Regions from separate parts of the Hordeum vulgare genome. Here region 2 is linked to region 1. The links are chromatin contacts, called in public Hi-C maps. All regions are on one chromosome and are shown on one strand. The core of a region is the stretch at or near the end of the contact, and the rest is flanking DNA. Distances in the headings are between cores, read along the strand shown.

The links. A called contact is a pair of places that touch in the nucleus more often than the background predicts.
Region 2: a contact with region 1 is called in a Hi-C map of seedling, with 6 times the contacts expected there. The contact joins the promoter of LOC123434543 here to the promoter of LOC123434507 in region 1. A contact is called at or near these places in 6 of 6 Hi-C or Micro-C datasets (leaf, seedling and an unstated tissue) and 1 of 1 datasets of contacts at active chromatin or transcription factors (embryo).

Annotation. Positions count from the first base shown.
Region 1 is chr1H:333,909,031-333,912,899 of MorexV3_pseudomolecules_assembly, forward strand. LOC123434507 (endonuclease MutS2) reads right to left here and starts at 2,167. Exons shown (of 20, transcript XM_045115516.1): 1 at 1,832-2,167; 2 at 1,598-1,729. The coding sequence starts at 2,041.
Region 2 is chr1H:334,249,962-334,253,513 of MorexV3_pseudomolecules_assembly, forward strand. It overlaps LOC123434543 (tubulin-folding cofactor D), which reads left to right and starts at 1,725. Exons shown (of 17, transcript XM_045115518.1): 1 at 1,725-2,042; 2 at 2,468-3,015; 3 at 3,201-3,303; 4 at 3,426-3,552. The coding sequence starts at 1,821. LOC123434575 reads right to left here and starts at 1,634. Exons shown (of 6, transcript XM_045115520.1): 1 at 1,480-1,634; 2 at 1,318-1,373; 3 at 1,117-1,240. The coding sequence starts at 1,552.

The sequences.
Region 1 (3,869 bases), core at 917-3,416:
TATTGAAGAGATAATTCAAGTCAGGATAAAATGAAACAGTAAAACACATCCCACTATAGACCTTAACTAGCATGCCAAAATGCCTATTGAAGGGAGATCGCATCTGACCCTCCCACGTCGCTCCCGTGGGCGCCTCCAGCAGCCTCCTCTCCCTCCCTCCTTCCTCGCCGCCGCCTAAGGACGCAGTCGGGCAACGCCTGGCCGGCGCCGCCGATCCGGTCGGCGTAGGCGGCGGCAGGGATTTCCCTTCTCCTCGTTCGATGTCGTGCGGCGCAGGACGGCGGCTTCGACGACGGCGTCATGCGGATCCAAGGCACGGCGGCGCAGCAGCTCCCGACGGCGGCGCGGGTGGAGATTGGGTGGGCGTGGCGTGCCGGTCGGCTGGACGTGGCTAGAAGATGAAGGTGGAGCTGGGTGTGGCCGTTGGCGGTGGCAGCGGCGGCGTTCAGCCCGGATCCGGTCTTGGCGGTGGCAACGGCGACAGCTAACCCGGATCCGACCATGGTGTGGTGGCGGCGTCCCCTCCGCCGGGGATGACGGGCCAGGTGGTGGGTCCTTGTGGCGGCACCGGTGACGGCAGATCTTGGGATCCCGCGACCGGGCTCGTCGCAAGATTCGGTACTGGCTGCGAGTCGGGAAGACAAAGTTGCCGGTGAAAACCGAGCCGACGGCAGACGATGGCGGCGTTCTGCGCCGTTACCTTGATGAAGACTTCGTCATGTAACTACTGTCGATCCACTCGTGCTGCTCCAGGGGAAACCCTAGGATCTGGTTTTCCAGATCGGAAGATGGCAGCACTGCGGTGTCGTTCCTCTCTAGGGAGCATCGTTTGTGGAGCAGCGCTGGAAGATAGAGGCAGGAGGTGGAGCGTCTTCGTCCTGCACGGAGCTTCGGTGGTGATGTCAGGTCATGCCCGGCCGACATGTGCTACGCTTTGTCATGCCTGTTCGGCAGGTGCTACGCACGACAGATCTTACATAGTCTTTGCGTCTGGATGGATGAGCGCAGGGAGGTGGCACCGTTGGGCGACGTGGTGGCGTCGACGGATGGCCGGACTGGCATGGATGATGCAGATTTCTCTCCTGAAGATGGGTCAGCGGTTCGATGATGATGACGGCTTCTAAAACGTGTGCGTGTGGTGTACGCTTTAGGTCTGCTGCACCGGCTGTTAGTTCCGATACGTTATGTGAATGGATCGGCGACGACATCGGTTTTAGATACGTGAAGTGAGAGCACTCCACATTATCGCGTTTTGTAGGTGTGAGTGGGGGCTTCAGGTGGCTTGATGTATGTTCTTGTCAGACCTTTGTTGAATAAGTAATAAAGATGGCTGTATGCATCGATTGATGCAGAAGCCGGGGGTCTTAACCTCCTTTTCCAAAAAAAAAATGTTGTATAAGTTCAATTTGATTGTAACTCTACTAAAGTCAGTACACATGAATTCCTTAGCATATTACCAATTTACCATAGTATTAGTGTATTGCCCCCTCTGTCTCTGATCAAACACACAAAGCGTGTCTACACACAGCCGATTTAGAAAAAAAAGTTAAAACATCTTAAAATGGTGAACGGGGGAGTACCAAACATGGGTCCTCACCGCGACGGTATCCAGCCCGGAGAAATCCAATGCCCCACCGGAGCTGCCAAGCAGCCGCACCGCCGCCTCGGTCTCCCGGAGAAGCTTCCGGCTCCGCTCATAGCTCACGTCCTCCACGCCCCACAGCTGCTTCTGCACGACCACGCCGCGCGTCAGAGGCGAAGCCCGTGCATCATGAGCGATCAGGCAATGGAAGGGTTGGAGCCCCAGGGACCTATATATAGACTTAAATACCTCGGTGGCTTCGCGGCCGTGCACGGTGCCGGCGAACGAAGCGACGGCGCGGCAAACCTTGCCCCACTCGAGGAGGCGGAGGCTGCGGGCGGAAGGCGAGGCGGAGGCGGCGACGACGAGGGCGCGTAGGCGGCGCGGGCGGGGCTGGGAGACGGATGGGGAGAGAGAAGGAGGGTAGTGGAGGGAGATAGAGGCGGAGAGGCGAAGCATGGAGGAGCCGTGGAGGAGAGCAGTGGCGGGGAGGGGCAAACGGCGCCGGTGTGTTCGGATAGAACTGGGCTGCAGGGGCGTGGGCGAACGCACGGCCGAAGGTTTTTCCGCGGCTAGCCAGACCTGCACTACAGCCTTCGGAGTTCGGCTTGTTGTACACGGATTTGAACGGTTTGCGCTTGCGCGTTGCCAATTCCATTCTTAGGGGGTGTTCGTTTCCAGAAACTTTTTGGTGCATGACTAAAAAAAGTTTAAAAAAATCCCATGTGAAACAAATAGGAGGGACTTTTAGGGACTAAAAAGGGGTATTTGGGACTATTTGGAGAAGTCCCGATGAGAGGGTCTTTTTGGGACTTTTTTGTCACTTTTTCCAACAATGCCCCTACTTTTAGCATGTCATTTAATAACTACTACATTACTAAGGGTAACATGGTCTTTTTGCATGTCATTTAATGACCTCTAGTCCCTATTTAGTCCCTGAAAACAAACAGGTAGGGACTAGGGACTTTTAAGTTGCGACTAAAAAAAGTCCCGGGACTTCTGAAATAAACAGGGCCTTAGGTTGTTGTAATGGAGATTTCATATACTAATATTATATATACTAGCCAAATATGCCCGGCGTTGTAACGGAAGATAAAATATTATGCCCTAGCCAAATAAGTATGGTTCAATACCTTGATGTATGAACGTTCTCTTTTTTCTTTAACACGGTAGCTCATCATGTTGACACTTATTTATTTATTCAATCATCTTTAATGATGTTCGGCGTGTCCATGTAATCACAATGCATTTGATGTAGTAAATCTTAAGGTTATAAGCTTGTCACTGCACGCCACACTTGTTATTATGTAGCATAATGGAATGTTTAAAACTTTAACAACTAATCTCGTCGATCACAAACTACTCCCAATTCCTAGGCATATAAGCACTTCTCAAAAACCAATTAAAACCTAAACCTAAAAAACTTAACCGTTCAAATTCTAGAGCTATTTAGATCAATTTTATGAAAAACCACTAAAATAGACCACGTGACAGTATGAAAATAATAATCATTATTAACATAATTTCAAATAATATGAAAATCAATATTAAGCCACTGGTACATAAATCTCATGTCAACAATTTAGTGTCCATCGCTTTTGGCAAATGAACCGCTTTTTGCCTGGTTTTTATTCTTATTATCTTACATTTTTATCTTTTCTTTTTGGTTTCACATTTTCTCTTAGTTTTCTATTTACCTTTTTATTTATTTCTTTTTCATTTTTCCTAAGATCTTCCAAATTTTGGAATATTTTCTGAATACTAAACATCATTTTTGAAATAATGAACATTATTAGATATCGTAAACATTTTTAAAATTCATGATTTTTTTACAAAGTCCTAAATTTCTGAATAATAAACATTGTATGATTTCATGAACAGTTTTTTAGAACTCACGTCTTTTAAAATTTGGATTTTTAGGAAATTATGAATTAATTTAAAGATAGGTAAAACAAAAATTGAAATGAGAAAAGAAAGGCATAAAAATAAAGATAAAAATATTGGTCGGACCATGAACCCGTATCAGGGAGGAGGATGTGAATGCTAGCTGCAATAAAAAGAGAAAAGGGGACTCAAAAAAGACGTTAGGATCAAGGTTCAACCCAGGGTCTGCACTATATGAGGGCAAGGCTTCCGCCACTTTGCTACACATGTGTTTGTGACACTATTGTGTCCAACCATATAAGAACGAAACCACATGACGATTTTGACAGGAAAAGAAATCTGAATCGTTTTTTGACTTGTGGATGGCATGGTGGATAATTTATGGCAACTTTAAGGGCAAAAA
Region 2 (3,552 bases), core at 475-2,974, 340 kb after region 1:
ACTGGGCTGCCCCTTGCCTTGTGACCATGAGATCACGGGTTCGAGTCCTGGAAACAGCCTCTTGCAGAAATGCAGGGAAAGGCTGCGTACAAAAGACCCAAAGTGGTTGGACCCTTCCCCGGACCCTGCGCAAGCGGGAGCTATATGCACCGGGCTGCCCCCTGCCTTGTGACCATGAGGTCACAGGTTCGAGCCCTGGAAACAGCCTCTTGCAGAAATGCAGGGAAAGGCTGCGTGCAAAAGACCAAAAGTGGTTGGACCCTTCCCCAGACCCTGCGCAAGCGGGAGCTATATGCACCGAGCTGCCCCTTGCCTTGTGACCATGAGGTCACGGGTTCGAGTCCTGGAAACAGCCTCTTGCAGAAATGCAGGGAAAGACTGCGTACAAAAGACCCAAAGTGGTCAGACTCGGACCCTGCGCAAGCGGGAGCTATATGCACAGCACCACGCTGCCTCAAACTTTGGATACCTACAACCCCTTGATCATTTATCCAATATGTCGAGAGACGGTTGGGGCAAGGATCAGAAGCTCATACAGTGCTGCAATTTGCTTGTCAGTATGGAAGGCCCATAATAACGTGTGCTGTAAACAGTCATACTTGTTTATCCTAACATGATTGTTTTTGAAGCGCTCAAGTGGAACTGTGGGAGTAGTACTATCTACAACTTACTAGGAAAGGTTTCGTGCTATGGATGCCAATCAATATACAACATGAAGGCTCTAACGAAGCTCATGAGTTAAGATAACCACGAGAATAATCGAAGTACTGAAGTCTCCTAGTTTCGCTAGTCCCACACAAGGAGTGACCTGTGACCATCGTCGGCGACTTGGCAATGCTTTCTCTGGATTGTCTATAGACTTTTTAGCTCAGTGACACCAATTATATAATTTCAACTCATAGTTTTAAGCTCCCCATTTTAGCTCAGTAATACCAATTTATATAGTTTTTCAGACTTCCACTGAACTATGCAGTCATTTCATCTACTGAAACTAGTAAAGGCTTGTAGGATCTCATGGCGATTTTGCTACTAAGACCAGATTGAGATCCAATGTTCTGGTCAGAAGACAGGGAATCTGGAAACAAAAGCTCAGAACAGTTGTAATGGACTCATCACCAAATTCCCCCAACAGAATGGCCAGCAGCCCGGCGGCCACGGACAGCACGGCGAACTTGTTTATCTCCGCCCCCTTCGACAGCGACAGCAGCAGCGACGCGCCCCCAGCGACTTGGTGCAGCATCTACAGAAAGCAAACCACGACGAGCACTTGTCAGATCAGCGATGACAAGAATGGTGAGCCAGCGCGCCGGTCCGTACCTGCACGAGGATGAGCCGGGCGAGGCGGGATCTGCCGTCGGCGACCCTCTGGTACCCTGCAATGGCGCGCGAGAATCGCGGATGTTTTGGGGCTGGATTAGGCCTGCCGAAGCGAACAAGAAGGTAGCTCGGGTTTGGGGTTTTGGTGCGCTGGATGCTTACGGGAGTCGACGACCATGCGGTAGGAGAAGTCGGAGCCATCCGTGCCGGACGGCCGGCCGCGCCGCTGCTGCATCGGGATGGACGACGACGGCGACGGTGCTCGCGGGGAAGGAAGGAGAGGTCTGTCCAGGCAGGAGGCGCCTTCCTGCGTGCGAGAGTCTTGTAGACAGAAAATACGCCTCCTAGTCACAGATGCGTAAAGAAAGGGAATACGCCTGTGGTGCTATTAAGCGTCAGGCGATCAGAGACACGCACAAACACGACGGCGCAGTCTCCGGCACACTCGCAAGTCGCAGCCACCTGTCCACTCCGCCGCCGCCATTCCCACAGAGACTGTCTCCATGCCTGTCACACCTGACCAGTCCGCAGGCACTGGCGCTGGGGATGCCTCGAGTGGTCCTACTGCCGCCGCCGCTGTCTGCGACGACGTGCACGACTCCAAGGAGGTCGTCCTGCGGCGGTACTTTCTCCAGGAATGGGAGCTGGTCTCCGCCATCCTCCGCCGCATCGTCGCCGCTGGCGGCGTCGCGGAACCCGCCGACGTCCACAGGATCCGCTCCATCGTAAGCTCTCTCCCCCACCCCTTCTCCGGATGTTACCTGTCGCTGAACCATAGATCCCTACGAGAATAATGCCTAGCCCTGTAAGAAAATGCTGGATTCTGCTTGTCTGGTCACGGAAGAGCTTAATCTGTTTCAGCGTTGATTGTTAATTGCACACACAAAATCTGAAGAGGTCATGTAAATTTTCAAGCCCCGTGCTCTTGGGAAATGGCAAACCCTTGTTTGAATGCCTTTTTTTTTCAGTGAACACTCGATGAACGCTCCATAGTGTAGGGTGCTGTTTAAGCTGTTTAGTGGACTAGCTATCAAATTTGCACTGGGAATTGATTGGTTTTGTCAATCTGTGAACTAGTGCAATTTATGCCAAACCCTTCATGCTTAAAAGCTTGATACAAATTAATGCCATGGTTTTTGTTGGGAAATAGATGGACAAATATCAAGAAGAAGGTCAACTTCTCGAGCCATACCTAGAAGACATCATCTCACCACTTATGTCCTTGGTTCGATCAAAGATAATGGAACTTGGTGCTGCCACAGATGAGCTCCTTGAAATCATCAAGCCTCTGTGTATTATCATCTACACCCTGGTTACAGTCTGTGGGTATAAGAGCGTCATCAAATTCTTCCCTCATCAGGTTTCTGATCTAGAGCTTGCAGTTGCTCTCCTTGAGAAGTGCCATACAATGAGCTCAGCGACAGCTCTTAGGCAAGAGAGCACAGGAGAAATGGAGACGAAGTGTGTCGTTCTGTTGTGGCTTTATATACTGATATTAATTCCGTTCGATATCTCCTCCGTTGACACGAGCATTGCTGCCACTGCTGACGTGCCTGGGTCTGAGGTTGTTCCGCTTGTGACAAGGATATTGGACATCTGTAAGGATTATCTCTCCAACTCTGGTCCGATGAGAAGGATGTCAGGGTTGCTGCTTGCAAGGCTGTTGACTCGTCCAGACATGCTGAAGGCCTTCAGCAGGTTATCTTTTTCAGCTTATAGCCATTATGCATATACATTTCATATTGCTAAATTACCTTCAAAAGTATCCTGTCACCGGAGCACTGTCAAGTTTCTGTCACTACTAGGAACTTTTTTATGTCTAAATTTGTATTTAGCTAACTTCACCGTGTGGATGTAATGAGTTGCCTTTATTTTGTCTTCAGTTTTATGGAATGGGCACACAAAATCTTGTTGTCTGTCACAGATGACTTTGTGGATCAATTTAGGTCCATTGGCATAGTGGAAGCTTTAGCATCAATATTTAAGGTTTGCCGTTGTCGTTGTTTGTTTCTTTCTAACGTCATACTGCATATGTTAGTAGAGATATCTGTTCCTAGCCTAATAATTCTGCGAACACCATATTTTTCTTTTCGTTCCTCCTGTTGCAGATTGGTAATAGGAGAGTGCTACATGATGCCAATTCTGGTATTTGGAACGACTGTTCATTTGTGATGAAGACTAATATTGCCATCAGAAGTCCCCTCCTTAGGAAATTTCTGGTGAAACTGGCACAGC